Linked DNA regions of Drosophila melanogaster: all the other regions are linked to region 3. Evidence: chromatin contacts called from public Hi-C data. All regions are on one chromosome and are shown on one strand. The core of a region is the stretch at or near the end of the contact, and the rest is flanking DNA. Distances in the headings are between cores, read along the strand shown.

The links. Hi-C and Micro-C count contacts between places; a contact is called where the count stands out from the background.
Region 1: a contact with region 3 is called in a Hi-C map of the Kc167 cell line, with 2.8 times the contacts expected there. The contact joins the promoter of spen here to the promoter of lncRNA:CR46258 in region 3. A contact is called at or near these places in 7 of 107 Hi-C or Micro-C datasets (the Kc167 cell line, the S2 cell line, embryo and 1 more) and 1 of 6 datasets of contacts at active chromatin or transcription factors (the Kc167 cell line).
Region 2: a Hi-C map of the Kc167 cell line shows a contact between it and region 3, with 2.8 times the contacts expected there. The contact joins the promoter of dock here to the promoter of lncRNA:CR46258 in region 3. A contact is called at or near these places in 4 of 107 Hi-C or Micro-C datasets (the Kc167 cell line, the S2 cell line and embryo) and 1 of 6 datasets of contacts at active chromatin or transcription factors (the Kc167 cell line).

Annotation. Positions count from the first base shown.
Region 1 is chr2L:155,738-160,409 of dm6, forward strand. It overlaps spen (split ends), which reads left to right and starts at 3,295. Exons shown (of 11, transcript NM_079979.5): 1 at 3,295-4,082. CG33635 reads right to left here and starts at 2,927. Exons shown (of 2, transcript NM_001032044.2): 1 at 2,699-2,927; 2 at 2,099-2,638. The coding sequence starts at 2,866. The coding sequence ends at 2,207. It overlaps ND-15 (NADH dehydrogenase (ubiquinone) 15 kDa subunit), which reads left to right. Exons shown (of 3, transcript NM_001272864.1): 2 at 1-47; 3 at 121-293. The coding sequence ends at 213. CG3436 reads left to right here and starts at 292. Exons shown (of 3, transcript NM_001298614.1): 1 at 292-611; 2 at 686-815; 3 at 999-1,929. The coding sequence starts at 504. The coding sequence ends at 1,804.
Region 2 is chr2L:823,684-828,634 of dm6, forward strand. It overlaps dock (dreadlocks), which reads left to right and starts at 2,286. Exons shown (of 6, transcript NM_164390.2): 1 at 2,286-2,824. CG3862 reads right to left here and starts at 2,178. Exons shown (of 1, transcript NM_134706.2): 1 at 646-2,178. The coding sequence starts at 2,114. The coding sequence ends at 750. CG3662 reads left to right here. Exons shown (of 4, transcript NM_001258898.3): 3 at 1-454; 4 at 508-654. The coding sequence ends at 93.
Region 3 is chr2L:487,462-492,138 of dm6, forward strand. lncRNA:CR46258 (long non-coding RNA:CR46258) reads left to right here and starts at 3,374. Exons shown (of 1, transcript NR_133060.1): 1 at 3,374-4,677. It overlaps ush (u-shaped), which reads left to right. Exons shown (of 9, transcript NM_001272902.1): 2 at 2,056-3,897. The coding sequence starts at 3,855.

The sequences.
Region 1 (4,672 bases), core at 2,045-4,544, 330 kb before region 3:
ACTTTCAGGAGTGCGTCGGCATGCAGAAGCAACTGATGCGCTTCCATGTGAGTTTTTCCGTAGCTTCATATCCCTAACGATCTGTAATTTTGTCTAAAATGCTAAAAATTCCTCTTTCAGGCAATGCGAAACGAACGCTACAAGCAGTGGCTCAAGGGGGAGCGTAAGGGACAAGAATTTTTTGCGGATCCCCCACGCGTTGATGCCTACTAGACGGAGACCCGTTTTTCTTGGTTAGTTTCACATTGTAAAACTGCAAATTGTGTAAAAATAAAATGAGAAACAATTCTGGTAAAATGTTTTTCAGTATTTTTGCCAGAGTTGCCGACTTTCACTTCCTTTGTTCTCACTGAAAGTAGCCACATCTATTCAGAAATATCTGAATTAATCGCTAACAGCCATGTCGGTAATATTATATTTCGAACTCTGGTCACACAGCCATACAGCTTGAGCGGAAGAAAAAAAATTATAAGGCTTCTGTTTTTACAAACAAAATCTTAATTATGGGTACCAAAAGACCCAATAATAGCGTAATTTTGGCCCAAGAGGCAAAGCGTAGCAAAAATGATCTGATGGCCTACACAAACAGGGACAAAGCGCTCCTTGAATCGGTAAGCGTGCTAGCAAGAAGAAGCACTAAGTAAATTTTGATAAACTTTGAATATGCTTTTACTATAATTTTTAGGGAGTGAGGCGTACCTCAAACCTGCAGGCGCCCATAATGCAATTAGAAGGACATGAGGGAGAGATTTTCACAGCGGAATTCCATCCCGAGGGGGAGTTATTGCTTTCTTCTGGGTTCGATAGGCAAATCTGTGAGTAAAATTTGGAATAAATGTGTGATAAAGTCGTATGAATACCAAGCTATCTATGCATTCATACAATAGTGCCGTGTATGAGAGCCTATATCGTCACATTTTTGGGCGCAAATGAATTTGTAGTTCTTGAACATCTTTGATTATAGAAATAGCATGTAAAACAATTAATATGGATTTCAGACATCTGGCAAGTGTACGAAGACTGCGAGAATGTGATGGCCATGTCGGGACACAGCGGTGCTGTTATGGAAGCTCACTTTACGCCGGATGGATCGCACATTTTTACCTGCTCCACTGATAAAACTCTGGCCTTTTGGGACATAGCCACGGGCCAGCGGCAACGGCGGTTCAAGGGGCATGGCAACTTCGTGAACAGCGTTCAGGGCTCGCGTAGGGGTCAACAGCTCCTCTGCTCGGGAAGCGATGATCGCACCATAAAAATCTGGGACGCCAGGAAAAAACACGCGGCACACACTTTGGAATCCCCTTTTCAAGTCACAGCTGTTTGTTTTGGTGACACTGGAGAACAAGTAATTAGCGGCGGGATCGACAACGAAGTCAAAATCTGGGACATTCGAAAACAGGCTGTCTTGCACCATCTGCGAGGGCATTCGGATACGATTACCGGAATGTCCTTGTCCCCCGAAGGAGACTTTATCTTGACAAATGCCATGGATAACACCTTGAGGGTGTGGGACGTGAGACCTTATGCACCCGGGGAAAGATGTGTGAAGGTATTCCAAGGCCATCAGCACAATTTTGAGAAGAATCTGCTGAGATGCGCTTGGTCGCCGGGAAGCGATAAAATAACATCGGGTTCCGCCGATCGGCATGTCTATATTTGGGATGTAAATACAAGGAGAATTCTTTACAAGCTGCCCGGACACAATGGCAGTGTCAATGCCGTGGATTTCAGCCCAAAAGAACCCCTGATTCTATCTGGATCCAGCGATAAGACTTTGTATCTGGGAGAGATCGATGAATGACCAATTTTGAATAGTAAGAGCGAAAGCGATTATTGAAACCCACGTTACTTCTTAGATTAGTTTGTTGTGCACAAATTATCTGAATTCGCTAGGTGGAAGTCAATAAAGTATAAAATGTGTAGACGAAATATGCATTACACTCCAGTTTTGTCTTTATATACAATTACTATTACAATTTCAACGTGCAGAACTGGCCTTTCTTCGAATACCTGAAAATGATGATGAAATTATAGTAAGAACGCATTTTAAATAAGCCCTACGAATAAATATCTATACAGTTGATATCGTACAGTTGGGAGGCGCGTGGTATCACAAATAAGTTTTATTTTAGATTTATCAATGAGTTAATAAGTTACTTTTATTGCTGCGGTGGTGGAGCTCATTTTCCAGATTTCCCCTCCTTCATACAGGCAGTACACTTGTTGAAGCGGAAACGGTGTTCTTGAAGAGTTGTCCGAAGAACTTGAGCCCCGTAGCTCCCCCAGGGACAGTGCCCAGGACCATAAAGAGCAATGCAATTATTTGCGCCACTGCAAAAAGGACTGTAAATGCGGTGCTTTTGGCCACCAAGGCGCAGTATAAGGTTAAAATCAAACAGGAACTATATGAAAGCGAGGTGAGCAGTCTTGGTTTGGAAAACATTTGCTTTAAAAAGGATCCAAATCCGGAGAGAAAGCAAAAGCTCAAAATGAAAAAGAGGCTGCCAAGGGTGTAGAGCAAGGCAAACTTTCTGGCCTTCAATATTAGGAAGGGAATGTAGAACGTGGAAAGGGTCATGCACAATGCGCCCATTCCTAAACAGGCCACGAAGCCCACGATTCGCTGCAGGCGAGACTAGAAAAGTTCAATTTTAAATTAGCACATTCTGAACACACCAGAGATTGATAAACCCACCAATTTTGGAAAACATGAGTCGCTATCTTTCAGAAAACTATTTGCTTCTGGGTCGGAGCTGGAGAAAAATGGAACTTTCAGCTGTGGCAACTTGACGTTGAAACTTGGTTTCTTCTGATCACTCTGCAGTAGCAAGTATTCATCCAGGTCCGATTTTAAATTACTCATACTTCTTTTATATTTATTTATTTGTCGTGTAAGCAAAACAAAACAAGCTGCTAGCCGCGATAACGATAACCAACACAGCTAGAGCTGACTCCTTGGCTATACTATCTACTATACTTTTCCGGTGTAAAGCTATGTTATGTTGGTCTTTGATATTTGTGGTTTTCATAAGTTAAACGAGAAATAAAGCTAGAGAGCATGATAATGATTCTGGTGATGATTAAGTTTCAGGACAACAAAGTCCACTTATAAAATAAATATAAGTTAACACCTGCGCTTAACATAGTTCTGTTGAAAAACTGATGTTAATGGTTTGGGTGCTGGACAAAATAAATGTTTAGTATATTTTTGGTATTAACTTAGGGTGTGTGTATTTTCATAGGACACTGCTGCGACCACATTGTGTCGGTCACACAAGAGCATCACTAACGGTCACATTGTTTTGAAAATTTTTGGAGTGAACGGACCGCGCGCGTCGTTTGCAGCGAGCTAAAAAAAAAGCAGTACAACAACAACGGCGGCGAGCGATTAAACAAAACGCCGCCAAAACACACACAGCGAAAATAAATTGTTATTATCTGAAAAGGCAAGTGCCACCACCCCTTCCCCATTCTGAGTGTGTTTGTGTGAGCAGCGGCTGCTATATATCTGAGTGTGTGTGTGCGCGAGTGGTTTTGTGTGCGAAAATGCATTAATTCACCAATACGAAAGCAGATGCAGCAACAACATCAGCATCATCAGCGAGAGGAATATTGCAAGCGTTAATCGAAATACAGTAAAATACAAGAAAAAACAGGCAAAAGTAAATTGATCAACGAGAAAAGCCTACTGAATGATAAAAATTAAATTTTTTTATTGTTTTCCATTTAAATTTGTGATGCCTTTTGCCGAATAAAAAGTCACCTCATAACCCAGAGTGAATAAATTACATGGAAAAATAACGTAAAATACACCGAGTGTTAAATAAAATCAAATCGGTACATTTGGACTCGGTTCGGTTATTTCGGTTCGACACGCAGAAAAGGCAAAACTCAACGGTCGCGTCGATACCATTTTTGGAAATTATCGAAAGAGCATAGCAAAACCTTTGCCTCGAAATATAACGTGTACAATGCGTCAGTTTCGAATAAAGTCCAAACCGAGTTCACAATAATTTAATTTACTGAGGCAGCGAAAAAGGATTCTTCCATGATCGGCCAAGGAAAGCAGCTCCAATGGTGTAAGTCTTGAATAAATATGATTTGTAGCAAATTATAATAAAAGCATATTTATTATATTTTTAGAACTAAGCACGTATTTTTGGGTTTCTAAAAAAGAGTTTATAGAATTTTGTTCATGGAAAGATAGCTAGTGTTATAATTCAAAGAAGTATATCGTATAAATAACGTATTCATTATCTGTATTTCAGCTCTCAACGCAAATGGTAAGAATGGATCACTCGATTGAAAATCCACATAAATGGAGCAAATAATCCATTCACGGAAATAATGTGATAACCCAATAAAAGCCCATGTATTTTGAAATTTGGGTATGTGTTTAAATAAGTGCATAACTAAATGTCCAATAAAAGAAAAATTAGCACAATGAAATGTCTAATTAAAGGAAAATATGCCCGTACCAAAAAACGTCATAATTTATCAACTAAAATACCATATAAACAAACAATCCAAATAAAAGTGGTTTCAGAATTTTCTAATATAGTAAGATATATAGTGTTTTTGTAAGATATATTTATAATTTTTTTAGCAAGGAGCACAATACTTTTAATAAGCATTAGCTGATTTCGGACAAAAGTCAGGTTAGACATGT
Region 2 (4,951 bases), core at 1,036-3,535, 340 kb after region 3:
GAGTTCATGGGCAAGGGCGTCATCGAGTACGACCTGGCCAACATCGCCGAGGTGGAGGCCTACGAGGCCAACGAGGCTAGGCAACAGGCCTGAGCTTTGGAGGAGGAGGAGGATCTTTTAAGCTACAACACCCATATGATAACACAACCTAAACAAATTATTACTTAGAATCGATTTATACATACACAGAGCCATGCCTACAAGTCTAGATCTGGTTACCACTGGTTAGCAGGACACACACCCACTCCGGGTGGATATATCATCATTGGCCAAGCGAGTTTAGCAAATTATAGACCCTAGTAAGGAAGCGTAACGAAAATGTACCTAGAACGCAATCAAAAGCGATCGACGAAATTGTGACAAATACGTGAAATGTATTAGCCTCGAGGGCGGATTGAAAGGATACGGAGAGATTGGATCGGTACACGCGCACAGACACACTGCGGCATTCCAAGTACATATTTTATATATATGCTCTTAAACTCTATTCTAACAATTAATGTATAGAACGGATTCAGAACGAAGCTATTTACAGCAAAAACAACCTGAGGGCGGAAAACATGGCAACTATCAGCATGCGTAAGAGAAACAAGTAAATTAATCTAAATGTTCTTTAAACTACTTACATGTATTAAACGCGAATTTGTGATCTTTAGCAGTGTGATCTTTATTGGTTGGGCTGCCACTGGCAATAGTATTTTCGACTAGAGTATACTTTAAGTTAACTAATCTAAAACAAACAGCTTAATCTAGAAGAACGGCTTGCACAAGGCAATGGTGTGATCCACTCCGTAGGCCACTTTGGTGACCTTTCCGTTGATGGCCGCCTTAAAGGGAAAGAACTGGTCCTTCTTGTGTCCCAGCCCCAGATGCCCGAACCTGTTCTTGCCCCACATGAAGAGATCTCCGTCCGAGTTGACGGCGCCCATGTGAAACACTCCGCATCCGATGGAAACCACTGTGGTTTCGTTGCTGAAGTCATTTCGTCCGAATAAAGGCGGCAACAGATGCTGCGGCTTGGATGTTTGCTCCACGAAGGGTCCGAAGCCGAGGATGCCAAAGCCCCAGGTGTACACCAGACCCTGGTCGTTGAGGGCCATGCAAAATGAGCCTCCCGCAGCCACATCCTTGATTTTCCCGATGGACTTCGTTAGTTTGAGAGCTCTAGGGATATTTATTTGGGTTTCGGCCAGCTCTGAGTCATCTAGCTGTCCGTACTCAGAATTGCCCCAGCCAAAGGCATCGCCCGCCTCGTTAAGGGCCAAAACGCAGTCCGAGGAGCAGCTGAGCCGCACAATCTTCTCCTTTTCCACATCTCCTCCAATCAGGGTTATCTGCCCGGCGGTGTGGTAGTTTCCCTGACCTGTTTGACCATCCGCACCCCAGCCACATGTGTAAATGCGTCCCTTTTTGGTAAGAAACATGCTGTGGTCCTGGCCGCACTCCACCTGGACCACCTCATCCTCCTTGCCGCATATATCTTCCTGCGATATCCTGTGGATCAGGGCACTCTTGCTGTACCGCTCCTCCTCTATGATGGAGCGGCCACATTGGCCGTACGAATTGTTTCCCAGGGTGAAAATGGTTCCGTTTTGGGTCAGAACCACCAGGTGAGCTCTACCCGCCGACATGCTCTTCACACGCATGTCCTCGTCTGTTTCTCCCTGAACTCTCGGCAGTTTAATGGCTGTAGGATAAATGATCACGTCAAGGTTGGCCGGATCATTGGGATTTCCCTTCACCTGGAAACCCAGTTGGGAGTCGGTGTTCAAACCGCTGCCAAAGAGCGTCTCTCCGTCATCTCTATTCACGGCGTAGACCGTGAACCCGTAGCCGGCGGCCACATCCGTGATTTCGTTGTTGTTGGAGAACTGCAAGCGGGTGGGATGGTGCACCATCTCCGTGTAGCGTTCCTTGGCCTTCTTCACGTTGGTCTGGAGACCGAGAGCGCCGGTTTCCTGAAAGCCCCACACGTAAACTCGGTGCTCATGGCTGTCCGTCGTCTTCGGTGAGTACTCCTTGATCTTCGACTTGTCCTGCGCCAGCACACCCCTCTTCGCCTTGGCGGTGTACGACCTGCTGATGCCAAGCACAATACCCCGAGTTTTCAGCATGGTATTTCGGGTTAAACCAACCATGTAATCCAAAATCATAACAAAAACGCCACCCGATATCGATAGACCCGATGACCGGACAAGTGCTGCACAGCGCGCAACGTGCTTATCGATAGTTCGCTAAGAAAAACCGCTGATACGCCACCTGACAGCCCTGGTCGTGGTCAATCGCTATCGCCTTCCGCACATCGAAATCGGATGGGCGACGTGAAAGAAACGGCTCCGGCAAAATCATTAAAATTTAATTAGTTAACCGCAAGAGAGCGCTGCAAAATTGTGCAAACAATTTGCCACTTAACGCAGTTAACGTGTGCGGTAATCAGAAGCGTGGAAAAGCGTTTATTTGTCAGGATTTGTGTGTTTTTCAATCGCGGCAGCAGCATATGTACACACACACAGGCTCACCCCCGCCCCACTCACACACACACACTCACGCCTAGGTGTATTATAATTAAAGTTGTGTTTTAAGTGTGTGTAAAGTGCAATAGCCCAGTGGAAAGTGGAAGTGATATAGAGTGCGTTCCAGGAGTTCCAGGAGCAGTGTCTTATCCCATGTCTTCCACTCCCAAATCCTGAGGATTGCCAAGGGTTAAGACCGAGAAATACGGACTCCGACTTTCCGGATAAGGATACGGATACGGATAAGGAGTGCCAGGATAAGGAGATCCAGGAGGAATATAGGAGTTGCCAGTCCAACCGCTTCGTCTCCGGTAGGTACACACAAAATATTCGGCTGCTCCTTTTTAGCTCCTGTTCGAATCTCTCACGGCTCTCTCTCTCGGCTCTCTCTCTCTCTCTCTTGACCTGCGCTCTCTCTCTTTATCTCGCCCTCGTCACCTGGTGGTGCGTAGTCCTTTGGCTCGGTCCACCACCCGCCCAGTGGGCGGTGCTGCAACCCTTAGCCCTCCGCTTTCCATCACCTTTTTTTGGGTAACCATGGTCGTGTTTACGGCAAACTGTGCCACCGATATATATGTGTGTACATATGTACCCTTTCCCTTGTCTAGATAGATGAAACAGATAAATCGTGAAGATGCTTCACTTACCATAAATCTATAATATGTTCATTGCTCAAATACTACTATAGTAGGTACTTGTGTTTTTCAAAAGCCTGTGCCAGGTACAAAAGCTTGTACTCTTAACAACACTGGGAACGAGTCCTGCCATCCTTTGCAGGACGAGAAGTCCACCCTCTCGCTGCCAAAAAGCCACCACCTCGCAGAGATTTTGCGCAGCATCTCTAAACGAAACGGCCGGCAAATGTCGCAAACTCCCTCGGCAACAAAAGCCAAAAAAAAAATACAAAATACAAAAAACAAAACCGAAACCGAAACCCCATTCGAATCCCATTCCCCAGCAAAAGCATCTACTTAATCAACCCGGGCGGGAGTGGACTCCCAGCTCCCTGAATGAGTGATCTTATGTAAACAGGCTGCCCTTTGCCTCCCACGCCCCGAGATCCAGATAAGAGTGCCCCACTTTCAGTTCCTCCATGGCTGCCCCATCCATCCACCGAAGTCGTAACTCAATGTTATAGACCCAAATGCTCCCGTTTCGGGGCCACCAATTCGTTCGTGATGGCTTTTCTTGGGGACCAATGACTATACTCCCTCGTCTGGAACCGATCTTCAACCAATACACAGACACAGCACGGGGAAACAAACTTTCCGCCTCATAAACTTGTGGGCTTGTCCCCCAAGCACGTGCAACTCTTTCTTTCTCTCAGCGAAAAGACGAACTGCTGTCAGGAAAACAATGAACGAGTGCACCGGAAAAAAACATAAATGTTTGTCATACGGGAAGCTAAGAAATCATACCACAAAGAATTCTTTAAAAATATATATTCATTTATTGCAGTAGCAGTAGGGAATCTTATCAAATCATAGTTCATAATATATTTTTTGACAATTTCTCCGCGCTAACGAACTTATCAGCAAGTTCCTTCCGATTTCTTCGGATTTTATCAGCAGTGTAATGTCAATGTCTCGGCTGTTGGGCTTATGCAAGCGCAAACAATAACAAAACAATCACCAAGCCAAAGAAATCCAAACACCGATCCGAATCCAACGGTGGTGCATTTCAGTTCATTGGCAGCCAGCCAGCCAGCCAGGCGTTTCATGTTTACCAAGTCCCCAAGCGAACCGAACTGAACCGCCCCCTTATCACTCCAGCATTTGCATAAATATAATCTTTTTCGGGTTCTTTCTCCGTTTCTATCTGGGTTCGGTTACGGTTTCACTCCCGCTTTCTCCTCTCAAAAAATAGGGAAAACACACAGACAATTCGCACAACAGTGAATCACTTTGCGACCAATGCTTCGGTTAAACAGGTACTTCTCCGTATCTCTAGCTAACGCAAAAACCTTTGACTAATCGATGGTAAAGTAAACAAAAACACTCGTTATCACATGGAGATTATTATGGCCAAAATTCGAACAGGAAGCACGATTAGAAGTTTACCGGCAAAACAAATTTATGCATTGCCTGCATTTCTTATTATATACGTATGGGTCAGTTGCTAATAGATATTGCACCGAAATGCCAGAATTGAATGGCATTAGAGCTCTCGAAAACACTTTCAGCTGACTCAGCCTCTCGTGTATGACCTAACAGTCATTGAAAAGCGAAACCAAGATTGGCCTAGAGTCAAAGACCGAGTAGAGCGTTTTCTCAACGTGGCCCACACTTATTGATTTTTAATTATCCAAAGATGGCCCTCGGCTATGACATTGACTTTGATTTTGTTGGCTCGCCAACCTGGCCAACGAACTCGGGAAGCCTCTCTAGAGATCTCTGGCCGAAATAACCTTCTGTGCCGCCCGCTAACTGCCTTATGTC
Region 3 (4,677 bases), core at 2,124-4,623:
AGCGCCCCTGTGAGGACGAAGTCATCATCCGGGAAAGTGGATCAGGGAAAACACTCGTCCATGTGGAACGGTCATCTGGTCCAAGCTTGCGAATGCCCAATACTGAGGTCAATATGTGCTCTGATCGTGTGCATATGTTGCTGGGAATTATTTGTTGCAATTTAATTTATTGCATTTTGTTGTATTAATATAATGCCTGACTTGATTAGTTTAGTGCTTATTAATACCCACCTATATTTAAACGCATCCATGGTCATTTGAAATGGCGGATTATATTCGACATTACGTATACGCAGTATGGGACGAACCTACCGCAATGGCAGCCCCCAATTAGCAGCGACTATTTGGCGGGAGGGAGAGCCACCGAGAGTGCGAGAGAGAGAGTGGGATTTCTATTGCAATCGGTGCTACTATAAATACCCATCGTACCCCCAAATATCCAAGGAAAGGGGGCGGGTCAGCGCATTGGACTTTGATCGAATGCAGTGCATTTTGTGATTTTGTGGGCGTCGTCGACGGCTGTCTGTATAACGGCAAATGACCAAAACAAAGAAGCTTTTTAACAAAAATAAGTGAATAATTTTATCTCCGCTTGGGAAACATTTTGTTTGGTTTTTTAGCTCGCTTATGCGACGGACTTGCCAAATTTCATCAGCTGTTTTAATTTATGCAAGGAGCCCAGCAGCGCTGATCTTGGGCCTGGCAGTGGATGGGATCAGCATCAGAAAAAGTGAGAAGAGAAGTAAGTGGGCCGAAAAGAGAGATTCGATCGACGAAAGAGAGTGGAAGAGAACAGCAAGGCTAATGGAGAACGCCCTGCACATGAAAAAAAAGTATTCATTCTTTGAAGCAAGCTAAAATAACAAGAAAAAAGTTCTAAGAACAAATTTATTTGCAAAACGTGAGGTTTATCCCATCGTAATGTTCTTGACGAAGTCAAACTAAAGCGGTTGACCTTGGAGAATTTAAATAATTTCAAAATACATTTACCATTATGGGTTTAACAGCAGCAAGTGATTAGATTGCAAACAGTTACTCTATTGGCGATTGAACCTCAGTGAACCAAAGTCCAACCATTTCGAAGATTTGAAAATATTAAATCGCCAACTTTACTTTTCACTATTTGCTGGCTCAGTGTATTGACCCCCATTTCCCATGTCGTCCATAAATTAGTGCGCTCAGGGTAAGGTCGCCTCGTCCAGGGTTGGAACGTGTCGTTTCCGATCGGATGCCGGCGAATCATCGGATCATTGCACTCGGCGTGAACACGCAAGGTAACTGCACCTTGGGTCAATGATATTAGCTCCCCCGTCAAAAATTTCGGCAGATATTCGGTTAACTTTTTGTTTTGTTTTATTATTTCGCGGCTGTCATTTTCATTTCCATTTTAGTCACGGGCATGGCCTTGCCGCCAGAAGTTGCTTGACCTGGAAGTTGCTCACCTTACCTCGTATAGGCCCCTGCTCCCAATCTCGGAACATCCTCATCAGGCCTCCAGGCGAGTGTATTGCACTATGATTGCAGGGAAGGCTGACTCGGTTACGGATAACGAAGCGGTATTTTTGAGGGTTTTGTACTGGCACTGAAATACATTCGGTGAAACACTACGACAAATTGGGCATATACGCAGCTGATTGATTTGGCATCGATGTTACGGACAAAGAAGCAGCTCGCTCATTATAGTATAGGCATGACTTCAAGCTAAAACTGCTGGGATTCCCCCGAATATTAGTTATGGTTGCTTGTCATTTTTTCCGACGCCCCTCTAACAAGATCTTCGTTTTCAATTGAAATGAAGGCTATTATTTTGAATAGCGCCGAATTTAGAAAGTATTTCGCAACATATTCATTTGGTATGAAGACGCATACGGACACATTCGATATTTCTGGCACATTTTTAAGAATTCGAATGTGCTTACATATGAAAATTGAGCTCTGGAATCCACTGTCATATCCTTGAGCTTAGTATATCAACGGAGTACTATCAACCTCGATCATTATTGATGTTGCAAACGCATACTTGCACTTACTTTTGTTGCTTCCATTTATTTATAGGTTTTTTGGGTGACTGCCGAATTGCATTGAGAACAGACCAAAAGCGATCAGGGATAGCCTAAAAAGCCAACGACAAAGTGTAATGAACGTTCCGAAGGTCAACGGTGCGTATACTTCATTAGCGATTAGCGAAGGGCGGCGATGAAAAAATGGGTAAGAAACGGAGCGAAAGGAGACCGCAAATGACCCAAGGTAGAGGGCGGGGAAGGTGGAAACCTCGTGGAGTTCCCGTGGCTAATCGACTCGGCCATATGTTAGCGCGGATTACGGGTCGCTAACTGGTTTATGATATTTATTGCCATGCATCCCCATTTGCATGCCCTGCCCTTAGACCAACGCCCCCACCCCTTTCAACTGCGGAATTGTCCCGCAGGAAGCTTTTCATTTCCGCTGCTGTCCGAATTTTTAAAATCTATGAGTGTCCAATGCAAAGCAGGAGGAATTTCCATTAAAATCATGCAATAGGTGCAAATTACAAGACAAAAAGGTGAGCGAACAGAGGGAAACAAAATGAAGAAATTATGCAAAAAAGAAACGGAAGTGCAGCTAAATAAAATGCTGACCATGGTTCTTCACACAGGAAATAGAATTCTGTGGACGATGTCGTAATTGCTTACATTTATTTTTGACAAGAACTATCGTGACTCTTGGTTAAAATAAGAACACTATTTACCAGGTTTTTGAATTGGCGCCTTTCTGGGGCGCCATCTATGCGGAAAGCCTAAAAGTATGCCTTGCAAGCGGTGTGAAAGCGCCAACTAGTGGCCCAAAGTGGAATCTTTTCATTTTTCTCATAATTGCGTTGTGGGTTTTTAACACTAAAGCCTATTGCCAGCTGCTGTAGTCAAAAAGTGTACAAAAAAAGAAAGTGGGAAGAAAATAAAAAAATCTAGTGCTTAAACCAAAGTGAACGAGTAGTTTTCAGCTTGTGGGTAGCAACAATTAGTAGATGGCAGAATATAGGAGAAGAGAACTTCAATGAGCAAGAATTTCCAACAAGAATTTGGTAAATACCGATGCAAATGCGTTAAATGGAAAGAGAAGGAAGGATGGTGAGAAAAGTGTGAAAACGTGCGTAAATGTTTCGGCGTTTTTGTTTTGATTCTTATCAGACTGCGAAGCAGACGCGAAAGCATGCGGAGCGATGAAAAACCGAGTACAAAACAAAATGGAAAGAAATGCGCGCGCTCTAATAAGATTGCGCGCTCTCTCCCTCTCTCTCTCTCTCCCTATCTCTCTCCCTCTCTCTCTCCTTCTCTCTCTCTCTTTGGCCAACTGGAGAGCTTTCGTGTCGGTTTCGGATTCGCTTTGCGTTTCATTCGTGAGCGAGCGCTTGCTTCGAACGGACGTCTTTAAGAACGCCCTCGCATGCCACGCCCCCTTCGAGAGGCTTTTGGTAAAGAAATACGCGACTGCATATTAATTGCAATATCAAGAGCAAAACACTGATCAGATATTGATGGGACTCGAGATCGAGCAGGAGATTACTGCCCGCTGCATTCCAATCGGAATATTCCACTTCCATTTCGTTCATAAAACGCGCGCGTTTTTCGTCGCGCCGATCGTTAGAAATTCATTAAGGCTTGTTAATCGCCGCCAATAATACAAATAATACAAGTAATCGCATTGATTGCCCATAATTGATACTCGCCGTGTGTGTGAGAGTGAGTGCCTGTGTGTGAGTGCGATATAGCATCCGCCGGTAAATGTCCGCGAAAAGGAACGCGAATCTGGATCTTCCGCAGACTTGATGCCGACGTAGCTGAAGATATACCTCCGGTCCAGCAGCTGGACTCGAAATGTCACGACGCAAACAGTCCAACCCGAAGCCGTTGAATAAAGGTGAGCTACAAGTTTAGTTTTATCAAGTCGGGGTTTAGTCGACGACCTTCTTTTTATAGCACCTGTGCAGTTATCTGCAACCATTATTTTGCCTCAACGAACAAATGCACTTTTGTAAATTACACTTTGTCATTACAAAGCTATCTCGTAACTCTCCACTAATCACGATCGCTTTTCCCATCTGACCGCAAGCTGACCCATTCAATTTCGCTGGCTTGCTCAGCAGCTCTCGTTTTTTGACAGCAAAACATGCGGACGAACACACAGCAAACACAGAAATCCAAGAAATTGATTAACTATGCCAAGACAAAGCAGCCAACAAAAATTCAAAACGAAACGAGTGACGAACGATAAATCCAAGATTTTGTGACTGCATGAAACCCGATATTAAAATGATTTATTTAAGCATTGATAACGTTCAACGATCGTCCAAAGCGATCGTTGTCACCAGGAAAAGAGATAGAAGTGGGGTTTTGCAGCATTCTGTATATTTTCAAAGACGTACTCCAACGGCACGGATCTTATAAAATGAAAGGGTGCTCAAAAAGTAGCCAACTTTTCTTGCTCATTTAAATAAAATTTCTTTGTCGTCTCGTTATCGATGTCGATACCTGTTGTACGTGCAGCTGACACACCTCATAAGCATTGTGGGGGAAGCGCGAAGAGAGAGGAGAGAAGAGAGAGTGTTACGAAGCGCGGAGAGTGTCAACTAATTACATTTCGCTGTTTGCCATTTGATATATTTATGGCCCGAACCATTTGACACCCAATGAATGCATT